Regions from separate parts of the Sus scrofa genome. Here regions 2, 3, 4 and 5 are each linked to region 1. A link is a contact called in public HiChIP or PLAC-seq data. All regions are on one chromosome and are shown on one strand. The core of a region is the stretch at or near the end of the contact, and the rest is flanking DNA. Distances in the headings are between cores, read along the strand shown.

Evidence for each region. HiChIP or PLAC-seq counts read pairs in DNA pulled down with a chosen protein or histone mark.
Region 2: a contact with region 1 is called in an H3K27ac HiChIP or PLAC-seq map of skeletal muscle, with 15 times the contacts expected there. The contact joins two enhancer-like sites. A contact is called at or near these places in 1 of 47 Hi-C or Micro-C datasets (heart right ventricle) and 1 of 2 datasets of contacts at active chromatin or transcription factors (skeletal muscle).
Region 3: an H3K27ac HiChIP or PLAC-seq map of skeletal muscle shows a contact between it and region 1, with 15 times the contacts expected there. The contact joins two enhancer-like sites. A contact is called at or near these places in 1 of 47 Hi-C or Micro-C datasets (embryonic fibroblasts) and 1 of 2 datasets of contacts at active chromatin or transcription factors (skeletal muscle).
Region 4: a contact with region 1 is called in an H3K27ac HiChIP or PLAC-seq map of skeletal muscle, with 14 times the contacts expected there. The contact joins the promoter of RGMA here to the enhancer-like site in region 1. A contact is called at or near these places in 1 of 5 promoter capture datasets (fetal skeletal muscle), 8 of 47 Hi-C or Micro-C datasets (embryonic fibroblasts, fetal heart ventricle, fetal skeletal muscle and 5 more) and 1 of 2 datasets of contacts at active chromatin or transcription factors (skeletal muscle).
Region 5: an H3K27ac HiChIP or PLAC-seq map of skeletal muscle shows a contact between it and region 1. The contact joins two enhancer-like sites. A contact is called at or near these places in 1 of 47 Hi-C or Micro-C datasets (heart right ventricle) and 1 of 2 datasets of contacts at active chromatin or transcription factors (skeletal muscle).

The regions. Positions count from the first base shown.
Region 1 is chr7:85,596,315-85,599,508 of Sscrofa11.1, forward strand. No RefSeq gene overlaps it. Among named protein-coding and RNA genes, the nearest start is that of RGMA, 320 kb to the right of the region's middle. Within about 2 kb of position 1,562, at least 20 of the 83 cell types and tissues checked have an H3K27ac peak or open chromatin away from gene starts, as enhancers often do. A contact at or near this core is called in fetal skeletal muscle, mesenteric adipose tissue, retroperitoneal adipose tissue and 1 more, where this site is marked.
Region 2 is chr7:85,095,851-85,099,044 of Sscrofa11.1, forward strand. It overlaps the pseudogene LOC100627536. Among named protein-coding and RNA genes, the nearest start is that of MCTP2, 130 kb to the left of the region's middle. Within about 2 kb of position 1,636, at least 12 of the 83 cell types and tissues checked have an H3K27ac peak or open chromatin away from gene starts, as enhancers often do. A contact at or near this core is called in skeletal muscle, where this site is marked.
Region 3 is chr7:85,978,109-85,981,302 of Sscrofa11.1, forward strand. CHD2 (chromodomain-helicase-DNA-binding protein 2) reads right to left here. Exons shown (of 38, transcript XM_021099370.1): 38 at 2,651-3,194. Among named protein-coding and RNA genes, the nearest start is that of RGMA, 58 kb to the left of the region's middle. Within about 2 kb of position 1,518, at least 31 of the 83 cell types and tissues checked have an H3K27ac peak or open chromatin away from gene starts, as enhancers often do. A contact at or near this core is called in skeletal muscle, where this site is marked.
Region 4 is chr7:85,919,844-85,923,037 of Sscrofa11.1, forward strand. RGMA (repulsive guidance molecule A) reads left to right here and starts at 1,681. Exons shown (of 4, transcript XM_001924865.4): 1 at 1,681-2,057. The coding sequence starts at 2,044.
Region 5 is chr7:85,889,916-85,893,109 of Sscrofa11.1, forward strand. No RefSeq gene overlaps it. Among named protein-coding and RNA genes, the nearest start is that of RGMA, 30 kb to the right of the region's middle. Within about 2 kb of position 1,551, at least 19 of the 83 cell types and tissues checked have an H3K27ac peak or open chromatin away from gene starts, as enhancers often do. A contact at or near this core is called in skeletal muscle, where this site is marked.

The DNA of each region.
Region 1 (3,194 bases), core at 312-2,811:
GGAGTCTGGTTTTGCCACCAACTGGCAAATGACTTTGGGTAAATCACATATGCTCCCTGTTAATTCACCTGTCAAGGGGGCCTAATTCCACCTGCCTCGTGAATTCTTCCTGAATAAAGTAAGCCAAAGTGTCTCCCAAACCACAATGACTTACGGTAGCCCACGGTATTATTAATTAGGATCAAAGAAGATCACAAACAGGATCTTATAACTATAGTGCTTTGAGGAACACGCAATTCGTGTGACACTGAACTTCTCACAGGGCCAACCCACAGAGCTACGTGCATTTTCCACAACCAGACTTTAAGCCCTGTGGCCCTTTAGGGCTACCTTCTTTTATCATGGGCTGGGGAAAGGGCATTCCTGAGGAGTGCCAAGCAGCAGGATTCCTAGGCAGCCCAGTTGCCTTGCACTGGGAATATTCTAGAAAGAAGGAATACTGCGGAGACTCAGTGACTGAATAGTGATGACCTGACGCTGCTCCCCAGCTGGGGAAAATTGGGATGAAAGAATGAGGCGCTCCTGTCTGACCCCAGAAATTGTAAGGTTTAATAGTGAAAGGGGCCTCTTTTACTTCCCCCATTTATGACCAAACCAGTTCAAAGCTCAGACCAAGATGTTTTCAGCAAAACCCAGGTGAACCCTTTCTAGGCTAAGGCCACATGAGATTGAACTTCAGAGCGGCTCTTAAAGGGGCCTCAGCTCCTAAAGCCAAGTTCACCCACTTCACTACCTCCCTCGATCTGTCAGGCATTCTAGAAGCACTCAGCTTTCTCTAAGCTGACCCACTACAGCACAGTACACTTGGCCAAAGAGAGAGAGAGAACAGGCCATCCAAAATATCCCTGAGTGTCCCCAGCAGGCTGAATGTCTTGACCAGGAGCGGTAGAAATAACACTGGCACCTTCCTGCTTTGGCCCCGGTTTGGAGCGCGTGCTGGTGTCCACCGTACCCCATGCCAACCCAGAGCACAAGAAGGAGGGCGTGAAATTTGCAGCCTAAGTTCCCCAGGGTAACTTTTATAGCTCTGTTCTAGTAGTTACTTTTTTTTAAAGGTCAAGATTTACATGTTTATTTTGACTAGTGTTCCTTGGCCTAATCCAGATTTGGGGGGGTGGGGTGTGGAATGGGGGTTGGACAAAGAAAGAAATTGACACAAATAGATGAATAGTTTGCAAGTGAAATCTGCAACTCATTTTGGGAACTCTCCCACGAGAACCTCGCTTTATTTTATTGAAAAGGGCAAGAAAGAGTGACATTTCTGTGTGCTCAGGGAACCCAGAGAGCCAAACAGCCGGTCCCAGGGAAGAACATCTGGTTGGCGAACACAAAGGAACATAACACCTGCAAACGGCTCTGTGTTTACTCTGTGACTGGTTGTCCATTATCCTCTAAAAATATGTTTCGGGGCTGGAAACGGGCTGTTTGTGCCAAGAAAGCCTGGAGTGATAACACAGCCTGTTTACCTTGGAATTCTCCCCGTCCCACCATGGGCGGGCCCTGCTGAGGCAAGACAGCTTTGGAACATTTTTTTCTGCCTAGTGCCACTTTGCTGAAACCTCTGCAAGTTTGGAGCTAGAGACCAGAGAAAGGGCGTCGGGGGCTGAGAGTGTGGAGAAAGACTGCTGGGCTTCAGGATGTGGTTGTGATATTATTTATTCCTCTGTGATGATTTTCTGGCAGGGCTTTGGGTGTCTTAGCCTCTGGAAGGAGTTGCAAAGTATCAAAAACAACACCAAAACAAACCGTTTTAACACCCACACTTACAGGAAACTTTACCCCAGGGGCTCAGAGCACTTCTAAAAGAACAAGAAGGCCTGCCCTTGGCAGCTGTGATTGTCTGCCCCCGAGCTCAATTTATTGTCTCCTTCTTTGAAGCACTCTTGGTCTAGAATGAAGCATCATCCAAAGAGACCTCACTCAAAGCAGCCAACAGGGACCATGGCAGAAGAGTTCCCACCCAAAGGCAAAGCTCCTTGGAGCCCCAAACACAGCAGCATCACCCCCTACGGCCACCCTGAGTCCACACTGCAGCTGGAGTCTGACTGGTACAGTGTCATTGGCTTGGGGATGGTATGAAACCTAGAATGAAGAGACATATAAAGAAGTGTGTGGATAAACAGCAGAACTCACATGTATTGGGGTCTCAGCTTAAGGCCAGTCTAGGCAAATGAGCACTCTGCCTGGCTTTTCTCATATAACTAAAGAAAACAATTCTATTCTTATTTCATAAGCGAGAGAAAGAAGGCTTAGAAAGCTTAAGCAATTCTCCCAGAGTTAGGTTATTCAGTCAGATGGAAGCACTGGGGTTTCAAACCAGGTCTCTCTGGCTTTTTTTTTTTTTTTTTTTTTTTTTTCCACTACCTTACGTGGCCTGTCAAAGGCTGACATGCGTGGATTTCCTTTTGCTTCCAAATTTATTCAAAAAAGACCCAGTGTGGTGCTAAGATGCTAGTCTGGTTCTAATGTTGGAACCTGGTCTCCATTTCCTTCCTTCAGCTCCCCTGTCTCATTCTGAGAACAGGAGGAAGGTTAAGTTAGAGTGGAAGTTCAGGCTACTTTCACACAAAAATTGTGGTACATGATGGTACATTTGCTCTGTTGTTTAAGGATGTTCAGTTTGACTCTATAAACTAAGAGAAACAGGCCAATGAGGACAGAGGAAAGTAATCGATGCCAGTGGCCAGTGAGACCTATTAAACATAGATAAAGTAAGTAGAATATTCAAAGTCACACTAACTATTCATAAGGCATTCAAAACTCACCAGGCATTTAGTTGGCCACTCATTGGGAACATTCATTCCCCTCAGTTGTCTGCCTACAACACATGGATAAAAGCCAGTAGGCCAACTGGCAAGCTACAGCTGTGGCCAGGCAAATTTGCCTGTGTGTCTCATAAAAGCAGGTGTGTGTTTGCCTCAAGTATTTTCCATATGTTGACCCGCTTGTTCATTAGGAACTCTGTTCCTCCATGTAACCCCAGCAGGGAAAGGCTAATGTGTCAGAAACAGAAAGTGACAGACAGAGAGAGACTATAAGCATTGCCTACTATGGGATTCAGGGATTCTGGTCCTTTTACCCTGTTTTGTACCCACCTTAGATGCATTCATCCTCCATCTCTTCCATCTCTTCCCCTTTGCTTCTCTCGGTGAGTTTATTAAACCATGTGATTCAAACCTCTTAGACTGGTACTC
Region 2 (3,194 bases), core at 386-2,885, 500 kb before region 1:
ATCAGAGCTGGAGCAGCAGCTGTAGGCTTACTCTACAGTCACAGCAATGCCAGATCCGAGCTCGTCTGCCACCCACACCACAGCTCATGGCGACACTGGATCCTTAACCCACTGAATGAGACCAGGGATTGAACCTGAGTCCTCATGGATATTAGTTGGGTTTGTTACTGCTGAGCCACAGTGGGAACTCTAGGAAATGGCTTTTTTTCTCCTTGTCCTGGTATTAAGTTTTAAATTGTTTCTTTCTTTTTTTTTAATCATCTTAAAGGCAGGTAGTATAAATTAAATCACTATTACTTTGTAAATGCTTATTATCAATTTAATTATGGCTTACTACATTGGCACTAAACTGAAACTTAAATTCTAAATCCGGTAGTAAGGATAAGAACCTCCTTCAAGAATGCCTCTGGGGAATTCTTACATAGGAAACAGAAATCATAGTTTAAGATGAAAAAGAAAAAATCAAGGTACACTATTCGAGCTAAGGTGAATCAAATATTACCAGAATAAGTGACCCTTATGCTATTCCAAAACACAAGGGACATACTTTCATCTTTATAGAACTGACAAATTTCATACCAGCTAAGTTGAAATCTTTATGGATAAACTTGTTCAGATTTACAAAGTTTCAGCCAATTATCAAAGCTTATAGGATTACGAGATAACCACTCCCCTGAAAACATTTCTAGAATAAAGCCTGTCAGATGTCACTGTGTTTAATGTAGGCACAGAATTTAAGTAGCTGGCTTAGCCACTCACCAAGTAAGGATCAAAGATGCTAGAGGGCGGGGTCTCAGGTGAAGCTCGAGTAGGACAAGGGCAGTTTTTATGGGGTGCACTAAGCAAAGATTCCTTTTAGGAGAGCAAATATGAAAATAAATTCATTTTTAAGTTACCCTTTACCTAATAGAAATTGAGAGCGTAGGGCAGGATGTGGCTAATGCCCAGTGGTGTGCTGTTAAACACTGAACCGGCTTTCCAAGTGGGTAGTGGGGAGGCCCTGATGTATAGTGTTTGCTAATTTCTGAAAGTAATCCACATGGCTGATTTCAAGCTACCAATGTGAAGTTGCTGAATGCACAGATAGGTAGAGATACTAAGAATCGGCTCTTGCAAGCTGCTGTCAGTGGACTCCAACACACCACTGACTCTTTGGGTAATGCTGGCCCATTCATGCTTTACTTTCTTGTTGGCTTATCATAAGTGGAACCTCTTGTGATCAGTTATTTCTTTTAAAACTTTTATTCTCTTTCTTAGCAGTGACATAGGAATAAATTTTGTTGAAGTAGAGAGACAACAGAAGTGGCCTGTTGTCCAACTTGGGAGTGTCCTTCATACCATAGTCTGTGTGAAGGTTGCCCCCTGGAGCGGTGCAGGAAAGAGCCTGCACAGTCACATGGGGTGGCCCTGCTACAGCTCCATGTGCTTATCTTCACCGCCCTTACTGCCCATATACACACTGGGCAACTCATGGTGCATTAATTACATCATATATGCTGCTCTGTGCCAGGCAGCTATGCCAGCCCACTCTCCTCCTCCAATCTCAATTTGACCTGCTTCTGTTCTGGTATTCCTGGTTCTCCTTATGCACTGTGTGAGCAGGACTAGAAGGGAACTGAGGGAAGGGTCATGGGGACATCTGACAGCTGTGTTCAGAAGCTATGTGCAGAGGTGTCCCAGAGTACAGCGTGGGAGGGAGGGTGGAGAAATCCCAGGGGGCCCACAGCCCTGTCTGTCACCAGCCCAGGAACACATAGGCACAGTGTTCATTATCTGAGGGAGGAAAAAGAATAAATCAGTGCTGCTACATGCAGCTAAATTACCCTTAAAAGACCTCACGCTCAGCTGGCTTCCCAGCTGAGTCATGGCTGCTTCAGCAGCCAGGGGGCCTCATGAATATTCTGTGGGTGGCTCTGCATGGGGTCATCACCCCGGACTGATCCCCACTCTGTGGACGTGAGCTTTTAAAAAAAGGACAGCAAGTCTGGGTGATCGATGGTGTAATTTTGGCTTTCTTGAGAGAGAAGCTTACCTTGGGACTACAGAGAAAATGACTTACTTCGTGGTGCTCAGTGCTTGCAAACCCAGGGAGAGCTCGGAGGGCCAGCTAGCACGTGGCCAGCCATCTAGGGAGCACTGAGGGAAGGGTCATCTGGCAGATGGGGATTCAGGGGGCCTGGCAGTAAGCAGGGCCAGGCTATGCCCAGGGCACAGATCCAAGGGTCGTTTATGTCTGTGTGTACAATCCTCGCTGACTCCCCTGAGGTAGGAGATAGGTCTCAGGCTGAGCAGCTGCAGCTGGTGGTTTATAAGAAAGATGACTGGCCAGAGACAACCCAGACGACTGCTCCCTTATTAGCAATTTCGGCTGCCTCTATTGCTTGCAACTCACTCTAAATTCACCCTTGTGCTCTTCCACCTGTACTTTGCTTCTTTTTTTGGTGGTGGGGGTGGGGTGGGGGTGGTGCATACCCATGGCATGCAGAAACTCCCAGGCCAGGGATCGAACCCATGCCCTAGGTGTATCAAGAGCCATAGCAGTGACAATGCCAGATTCCCAACCCACTGAGCCACAAGGGAACTCCTCGTACTTTGCTTTTAATAAATGCCATCTCTATTTCACAATCTTAGTCTCTATTCTGAATTCTTTCTTCAAAGAAGACAGGGACTCAGGTCCTTCTGCCAGCCATTTCACTGCCGGAATCACTCCTCTCCTCCCCTAAATACACACTTACACATGCTCATCACTTCTTCCAAAGGCAAGAGGCCAAAAATAAATAGAAATGGAGGTGTTAGCACACAACATCACGGCTACCATGATTCTCCCTGCCAAAAAGTGCTCGATAAAGTGGTCATGACACTTTTGCTATGAGATTGGGGATCCTTCAAAGAGAATGTCAATCTATAAAGGTTTGTAGAATATGTGAACAAGGTATATTATATAGGATCTCTTGGTTGCAAGTAACATGAGACCTACTCCAAGGCAGCCTAGAGAAAAAGCCAAGTGTACCTGAATTTTCCTTGTTCCAGTCCAGGCACAAAAGAGATTCCTCTTTCCATCACAGTCTACAAAATTCCCAAGGAAGAAACAGTAATTTCCTGGCTCAGGTCAAGTGTCACCCCTGATCAGTCAGTCTTGGGAAGGGCACAGGGTCTGGGGAAAGACTGATTCACCCAGCTGAAATCTCTGCAGT
Region 3 (3,194 bases), core at 268-2,767, 380 kb after region 1:
GAGAGGCAAGCCGTTTGTAGTGGAAATCTGCTGCCCTCTGCAGGACAGTTCTAGAACTATAGTCACTCAAGGCCCTCTGGCAGAGAATAGGAGCCAAAATGCAAAGCAGACCCAGCTGGGGTGGCGAGCATGGTCATCCACCCCAGTTCAGCAGTGCCTCTGGAGGTCCCAGCATCCCCCTCTGATAATCTCAACAGATGCCAAGCCCATTGGGTGTCCCCTCAGTGACCTCATCTACGCCACCCTGGCCTGGCAAGGGGCTCTCGTTATCCGTAGTTTGTATTTGAGGCTTGGAGAAGCAGTGAACTTGCCTAAGAAGCCAGCTGGTTCAAAGCCAAGTCTGTCTGCCTCCCAGACCCATGCTTCTCTTTGGTCCTCATGCCTTCCTGGACTCCTGTCCCTCTACTCCTGTCCTGGCTCTTTTCTCCCTGGCATTTATGTGACATCTTGTCTTCTCATTGTTTGCTTGTCTATGTTCTGCATCCCTGACCCTCCACCCAGGAAAGCTCAGAGAGGGCAGGGTCTCATCCTGGCTCACGTGTGTATGTCCACATCAGCTAGGACAGGGCCACTCTCATGACGGTCTAGTCCCAGCCATGTCTCTCTGTGAGCCTTGAAGGGGCCAGACTCTGTCTCCAAGTTTAGCTGGTTCCACTCCCCGCTGGGCGTTCCTCCTGTGTTTAATCGCCGCACAGAGCAGGCTTTGCAGAAACCTCCTTCCTGGGCTCCCAGGATGGACTGATTGTCCGGCTCTGGGGGGGGTGAGGGTTGCTATGTCTTAGGTCCCCCTGATCTCCCTTCCCTGAGCCAAGGACTGATGGACACTGTCTCCTTCCAGTTGACCCCCAGTGTGGACGAACTTTTTCCTTTTCTGCTTTCGGAGCTCTCACAAAGCCCATGAACCCTAGGAGCTGCCTCCTCCGTATGCAAATGAAGATGAAAAGGCCAGCTTCCCAATCATAGGCAGGCACTGACTTCCCTGCCCACCCCCAGACCACTCCTGGCCCCTCAGGCCACCCTGGTGCGTGGGGTTAGTGCGGACCATGCTTTAAGCAACATCAGTTCCCTCTGGGGTCAGAAAAGAAATAAAGAAAAGCACATGTGAACCCTCTGTAGGGCAGCTCTGGCTCCCAAGAAATGGCTGCCATTCTACCATTCTCAAGGTCAAAATTCTGTAGGTCAGCGATTTGCCTGTGCTCCACACAAAACCCTGTCTCCCTGTACAAAACTGACCAGGGATCCCCAAGACCCACCCCAGGGGAGGGCCCTGTTTTCTACAGGATAAAGAACTTTGATTCAGACAGGCCATGTCTCTTCCCCACTTCACAAAGCAGAACAAATGCAGCTTGCAAGGTGACAGGAGCCTGGTGGGTTTTCAACCTCAAAACACAAGGGAAGGGCTGCCTCCAAGGCAAACCTGGTCCTGTTCCTTTAAGAGCCACAGGTTGGAGCTCAGCGCTGCCTGGCAAATTGCAGGGCCTTGTGTTTCACTAAGTGACCTTTCTGTTGGCGCTAATTGAGGACTTGCCTTGATGCCAGAGGAGCGAGGCCTCGCCAGGGAGCAGGGAGGGGCCTGGGCCTGCTCCTTCCAGTAAAAGGCAGGCGTTTTGGCAGCGGTCAGTTTAGAAGCCTGGTTGCTATTGTAAATCATAGACTGATTATTGCACTTGTTCTTAAAGTTTCCCAAAGTTGTTCCAGCCGAGCTGTGAGTTGCAACATGATTGTGCGTTAAGTTTATAGGCAGGAAGAACTCTCGGCTCTTCTTTGCGTCAACTCCACAACTACAGGCGCTAAATCCAGGCGCAGCCAGGGCAGCAGGACCCTACAACCACAGGTCCTGGGCTGACAGTCACAGGAGTTAATCCTCAACTCTGAGTGGAAATGCAGTTTTATCTGTTATCAAGAATTAAGTGCTTCACAAGGACTGAAGTTTCGCTTCAAAGCCATTTAAGTGTTAGTAAAACCCCTCGGGCCTGGCAAACCTCTCCGACTTCTATTCAGACGGTTCTCCACTCGTGGGCTGTGGCTCCCTTCCTCTGTCTGGGCCTCGCAGGAGTTGGGCTGGCCCCTGTGCCAAATTGCTTGAGTTAACATTTGTGTCAGTGTTTCCATTATAAAGTGCTCTTTTCCCCTTCAAGAATATATAACCCAACTGTAAAATGACCCTCAGGGCTGCAGGCTGGCAGGCTCAGTGTTTTTATTTCCTCTGGGTAGAGGTGGCTGTAGGACCCCTGTTTGCACAGGCCTGGGTCTCCCGGGATCCTCCTGGGCACGAACAACATGGGAAATTGAGGGCTGCCCTGCTCAACTACTGGTGCCAACCCCTCCAGGTTCTCATCAAGGGTAGGGATGTGGGCTAAGATGACAGCTGCTGGGGTCAGGGACGCTGCTCAGAGAAAATGATAGAACCTGCAGTGTAAGATCCTGGACTCAACAGCACAACTGGTGCTCAGTAGCGAGGGGAGAAACATAACTTGAAAAGACTCCATTTCACAAGCTGTCAAAAAATCCCAATGACCCAGCAACCAGAGAAAGGGTGACGTGGAGGCATGTATGGTCACAGGGCACGCCAATGCAAAGCAACATGTTCGCCCAATTCTAAAAATCCTTAGTAACACTTTTTAATATATAAGAATCAAAAGTACAGCAGTTTTTACAATGTAGGAAAATTTAATACATACTATATAAACAACATTATTTACATCAGAAATCACTAGGACAGTGGCATTTTTCACAAATATAAATTAATTACTGTTTAGTCAACAGGTTTTAAAAGTCCACAATTTTACAATAAAGAAAAACCACCTGTCCCCAACCGAGCGGGGCACAGATGGACTAAAGCAGCCTGGACCCTTGGCCTGGATCTCCTCGCCCGACACGGTGGCCCTCAGATAAGCCAGAGGACCACTGGTGCTGGGCCCCGGGCCACCTCTCCTGCTGACGAGTGGGTTTTGGTCTGCAGGATTTCAGTGTCACTGCATCAATTCCTAACTGAATTGCATTTGCACCGCGCACCCTGATGCGACTCTCAGACATCAGGCTAGAGTGTCTGCAGCACGATATGGGAAGTGTTCTGGTCTCCCGTGGAAGGGCGTTAAGGAATGACTGAAAGGAGGCGGAGCCTGGGGCCATTTCTCTCTGCCATCTCCCTCAGACGGCGGGATGAGTCTGGGGTGACCATGTGCTGTTCCAGG
Region 4 (3,194 bases), core at 431-2,930, 320 kb after region 1:
GACTGTTTGTCCCCCCAAGATGGGAAAACCCTGCTGGGTACTTTCCAAAAGTTTCATCTTAAAAGATTTCCACTTGCAGATCTTTTTAAAATACCCAGGGATTTGGAAGAGCAGCAAGAAACCTACTCTCTGGGTGACAGTCCTTCAAAGATTCTTGTAGCATGTCTAGTACATGCCAGACACTACACTACAAGCTGGGGGTGTAGTGATGACCGCAGGCAGTTTGGTTTCTGCTGTCAAGGTGCTTACAGCCTGATGGGAGAGGCCCGCACCTACAGAAGGGTCACGCTAACCAGTGCATAATTGCAAAGTGAGATCAGTGTTAGGAAGAAAGAATGCAACGCTGGGAGAGCCATTCCCTAAGGAGGTTAGAGTTGAGTTGAAAAATTTGATAAGGGAAGAAATCTGTCGTTCACCAATTATTAGGGCTGGACATTCTCTCTCTCTCTCTCCTCTCTCTCTCTATGAGGAAACTGGGGCCCAAGAGAGCTAAAAGGCTTGCCCAAGGTCAGAGCTAATTATAGAAACCAGCAATTCCAATACCTGATCTCTTCCTGCGAAATCACATGGATTGTATTTATATCCCAGCTATAGATTATCTCAGTACCAATAAAACACAGAATATTGAGTTGAAACCACATCTCTCAAGACCACAAGCATAAATAATGATCGTGTTTTAATGTAGATGATACCTTTTTATTTTGCAAATCCAAAGAGTTCTCATCAAAATCCATGACAGCTTGTTTTCTGTAAGAATGCGAAGGCCATAACCCTGTCTGAAACGCACTGGCAAATTTCTCTAACCGAGCAATGCTAATTTGGGCGTGAGCTGTGTGTTCAGGCTGACTGCAAGCTCCAGCTGGGGTTTCAGCTCTGCACAGGGCGATTGGGTGGCTCTTTGCTGTTTCACGGCAAGAATCTTTCCCTGGACTCCCGGAAGCCTCTGGGGAATTTATCGCAACCGAAGTGTTCTCGCCAGTGTGTGCATGCGCTGCATGGTGAAACATTCTTTGGAGAAGAGAATCCACTTACAATCCGTGCGTGTGAGCGTAAAAGCGCCGCGCAGGGACAGGAAAGACTCGCGGCGGAGCACACTCTGACCCGAGGTTACCTCTGGGGAGGGGCTGATATGGGAAGGGGGATGTTATACGGTCTTCTTACTCTAGATATGCCTGGGCTGTATAAAAATTGTACACAAGGACGTATTCCTCATTTACATATTTAATACATATGTGTTAATTTTTAAAAAGAAGATTAAGCAAACATCTCAGAACAACAAAGGTGCGTCTCTGCAGAGAGTAGCAGCTTTTCTCCTGGATGTGACTGTCTATTCCAGAAACCTCAGAATATCTCGCCCTACCCATGGAACTGATGATGGAAACGTGCTCTCCAGGGCTTCGCAGCGGATGATTAGGAAAGTTGGAGGCGCCTCGAGGGTCATGGCACTTGCGGCTCGCGCCCCCCTAACCCGCATGTTTAGGGAAGTCTAGACTTGGCAGCGTGAGCAGCTCCCGACCCCAACCGCCTTAGCGGGTGCTGATGCGGGAAGGTGCGGCCGCGGCGGGGCGGGGCAATCCGAGTCGGCACCCCACGTCTCCGCTCCCGCCCGCGCCCGGCTGGCCCCGCCCGTTTCGCCCCCCGCCTGCGCCCCGGGCGCCTGGCCCGCCCCCTCCCCTCCGCGCGCAAAAGAACCTCGAGACGCCGCGCTTGGCGGCGGTTGCGGGCGGGGGCCGGGCGAGGGAGGGGGCTGGCCCGAGCCGCCCGACTCTGCAGTTGTCTCTCGAGCGCGGGCTGCGCAGCCCGAGCCTTTGGCTGGGTAAGCACTAGCCGTTCGCTCCCGGGCCGGCTCCTCCAGGCGCTCGCAGGCATGCAGCCCGGGAGCAGGCGGCGCGCCCCGGGCCGCTGCTGAGCCGGCCGGGGCGGCGGGGACCAGCGCCTGCCGAGCCCCTCCCACTTTGCCCCGGGGCCGAACAGCGGCGCCCCGGCAACCCCTCTTCGCCCGCAGCCCTGTCAGCGCCACCCCCCCGAGGGCTGCAGGGGCTCATGCAGCCGCCAAGGTAAGCGCGGGCCAGGAGCGGGGCGGACCCGGCTCTGACATCCCTGAGGCGCCGCCACCACTTGCCCGGGCTACGGCACGGCTTTGGTCTTCCCCAACCCCGCGTCTCATCTTGCTCCCATCTTGCCCAGATTTGAGCTTTGCTAAGCCTGATCGCTTTAGCTCTTGGCAGCAGCAAAGTTTTTGTGGTTTGGTATTTGCTCTTTTTTCCTAAAATGCTCTCCCCGGGCAGCCTGCAGCGCTCGTGGTTGGGCAGACCCGGCGAATGTGTGTACCACTGTGCGCGTGCTGGGAGCTCTCTTTCTCCCGCGGCCACCTCCTCATTGGGCGGTCGCTACGTCCAGCCCGCGGAGCCTGGGACAGGGAGAGCCACCGGGCTGTGCCGCTGTGAACCCGCATTGGCCCGACTCTCCCGGGCCCTCTCCTCCAGCTTCTGGCCCAACTGCCTAGCCAGCTGCAGAGCCGCTGCTCTAGGGCTTGCCCCGGGGGCATCGGCGCTGCGCACTGTTTGGGCTTGGGTCTCCAATGGTCCTTTGCCTGGGAGCGCAGGTGCGCAGGAAAGTGAGGGACTTGTGTTGAGTGCTTAAGGGATAGGAGTCGCGAGTGGCCCTGGCGTTTCTAAGTGAACAGGTGGGCCCAGAGGGCTGGGCACAGCAACAGTTACGTGCCTGGCTCAAGCAGTGGCTCATCCCAGGAACAAGCTGGGGCAGTGGGACAGGTGTATTTGGGGGGAGGACTGATGGGGACACTAGTGTGCAATTCTTGATTGCATCCTGTTAATGTAATTGCATTAGATTTGCTCGGAGGTAGAATCAATATCCCTAAATTGAGATTTTTTTTTTAATGGGCGCCTGCGAGCTGCTATTATGTAGTGTGGTTTCGGAAGGCGTTGGAATGTATTTATTTTATAAATCGGGTGTCTTGAGGACCGATTAGGGGAAATCGCGCCATCTAGCGGAAATGATACATTGAGCGTTTCTTTTAGGCCACGAAGTTGGGTGTTCTCAAAGTAGGAGACTCCGGCTCGAGGTGGGGAGGCAGGCACTTGGCTGCCTGGGGCTAGAAGTTTTCACCGTAGCTACAGTCCGGCTGAGCTGGAGCGCCGCGACGCCCCCAGCTCTCACGCCAAGCTCAAGGG
Region 5 (3,194 bases), core at 301-2,800, 290 kb after region 1:
CAAGTGTTTATCCATAAAAAACCAAATAACTTTGTGTGTTTTAAATTTTAGGTAATTGGTATCACATTAGATTTATATTCTGCAGCTTCCTGTTTTCACTTGACAATGAGTTCTCAAGAACTGTGGTCCCTTGCTGTACAGTGGGAAAAAATTAAAAAAAAAAAAAACTGTGGGTATTGACAGGGTACATGAATAAGTGAATTCAGCGAGGTTGCTGGGTTTATCCCATGAATACAAGGGCAGTTGCAAGGAATGGATCTGTGGGATACATGACCTAGGACTTGAGACTTTGAGAATGTGGTCAATTTATAGAAATGTTTATGTGGGCCTGAGAAGTATGCATTGTCTCGGTTTGCAGGGCTCCACCTGCGTCTATTAGATCAAGCTTGTAAGTGGCAAATTCTTACTAAATGTGTCTACTTACTCTGGTTTGAAAAGAATTGTGTTTAGAATTCTAGTATAGGCCTTCACCTGTCTCAATGTTTTTGATCATCGCAACTTTTCGGAAACAAGTATAACATGAGTCTTAGAGATGAAGAAGTGTGAATTTCAAAGCTGAGAAGTGACAGACTCAGGCTCGGCACCTGTCTGCTTTTAAAAGGAATCAGTCTCCTAGAAGTCAGTATCTGCAGCTAAAGAAATGACATAGCCACCAGGACAAGGAGAGACAATTCAGCCTAAATCCAGATCAGGAGGCTCTGAAATGATAATCCTCAACCTCTAACCTATTGTGCAAAATCTAGCAAACAAAAATCTGGCCTGTCTGAATTATGTCCTACAACTCCGCACTTAGCATTTTGGTTGACCTTGTCTGCTGACTTTGGACGGTCTCCCAGACTTTCCTCTGAGCGCATCCTAGCCCCCATGGGTGTCCCAACACACCCAGGCCCTCCGGGCCTCAGCCCCACCCTCTCCCACCTGACCAGGCTGCCCTGACCATCAGGTGGCCCTGTGATGGTAGGTTCATAAGTTGACAACCAAAACCAGATCCAAAATATCCTCCCAGCCTTCATGTCTGCATGTTCTTCCTGTTAGAACAGATACGGAAATGGCAGATTCACCACAACACTGAGGCAACTCAGACCTCAGGCCCTCTCCCTCGCAAGGGCCCTTTCTAAGGCCCTGTACTGAATTCTGTGTTTGTAATTTCATCTTTTCAAAGAGGATTCCAAAAATCGTACAAACTTCGGGCCACCCAAAACCTGGTCCCCCCGACCCCCAGCGCAGAAGTGACTTATCTTGGAGGTCTCCTAGTCAAGTAGCCAGACACTGTGGGAGAGTTCACAGCCATAATCACAGAGCTTAGAGCAGAGGAGCAGGAAGAGGCCTCCCTGTGCCCCACCTCCTTCCACTTGTGTGTCAGGCTGGGCACCGTCCCCCACCCCGTGGGAGGCGTTGGCCTTGGTCAGCCCTGCTCCACCATGGCCTTCAAGCCAAGAGAAGGCCACGACTCCCAGCTCAGCCACCAGCCGGGCCCCTCCCTGCTCCAGCTGTGTCCGCTGGGCTCCTGGGGCAGGGCCAGGCCCAAGCCAGATGATCTGACATGATGAAAAGGGAAATTCTCACATTCCTTTCGCAAAAGACATCTGCCAAGTGCAATGCAGTGAGGAAAGGCAGGCTGGGGGGGGTTCTTGAGCAGCCAAATGCATCTTCAACCCTAACAGAGTTCACTGCAGAAAAATCGGGGTCACCTCCAATTAAGTCAAGTTTCAAGGGAAACTCGCATCTGCTGATGGAGCAGGGGGCCAGGGAGGGGGAGGCCAAGAAGGACACAGGACCCAGCATCAAGATACTCTCCCAATGCATACAGACTTCCAGTTTTGGGAAAATGTCTTCATATTCCCAGAAATGACCCAATGGAACAATCAAATTACATTATTTTCTCCAGTCCTCAATGCACAGTGATGGTTCCAGACAGAAAGGGCCAAAATTCTGTTTTTAACTCTGTCTTGAGTCTCACCCTAAGGCATTACCCCAAAGTTTCTCATAAAGGTCATCCTTCCCAAATGCTCATTTTCCGTTTTCACCACTAACAAAGGAGGTTCGGTGGGGAAAACATCAGTTTGTCAGTTTGAATTTCCCAAGCCAGCGTCAGCTGGGCAGCTTCTACCAGGACATTTGAGGGGTGTCCAAAAAATCCACCCTAAGCCCTCTTCCCCTATAGCCAGTAGTGATCTACCACTCTAGAATCACTCCCTATAAGACCCTCTCAGTAGCCTGTGCATCTTTTTAAAAATGTTTTGAAGTATAGTTGATTTATAATGTCATTCTATTTTCAGGTGTACAACAAAGTGATTCAGCTCTCTCTCTCCCTCTCTCTCTCTCTCTCTCTCTCTCTCTCTCTCTCTCTATATATATATATATATATATATATATATATATATATATGCTCTTTTTCAGATTCTTTTCCCTTATTGGTTATTACAAAATAAAATATTGAGTATAATTCCCTATATTACCCAGCAGGTCCTTGTGGTCATCTATTCTATATATAGTAATGTGTTTGTTAGTCCCAAAGTCCCAATTTATCCCTCCCTTTCCCCTTTGGTAACATAAGTTTGATTTCTATGTCTGTGAGTCTGTTTTATAAATAAATTCATTTATATCATTTTTTTAGAGTCCACATATAAGCAATAACACAGGATATTTGTTTTCTTTGTCTGGCATACTTCACTTATGATAATCTCTAAGTCCATCCATCTTGCTGCAAATAGCATTATTTTGTTCTTTTTTATGGCTGAGTAATATTCCATTGCATATATGTACTGCATCTTCCTTATCTGAGCCTCTGTTGATAGACATTTATGTTGCTTCCATGTCTTGGCTATTGTAAATAGTGCTGCAACAAGCACTGGGTGCAATGTATCTTTTTGAATTAGTATTTTCTTTGGATATATACCCAAGATTGAGATTGCTGGATCTTATGACAACTCGGTTTTTTTTAGGACCCTCCATATTCTTCTCTGTAGTGGAAGCCTGTGCATCTTAATCATTGGAAGCTTTGTATTATCTGGACCTCTTGGCAAAGCCCAATATTCCCTCAAGACTCTGCAGATCACGTCCTCCATGAAGCCTGGTCAGACTACTTCCCACCTTGTGGCTGAACCAAGCACCTGGCCCCCTCCCAACATTTCCATATAAGAGCACTTACGAAATCATACAATTGTCAGTATCATTTCCATCTCCTTTACTAG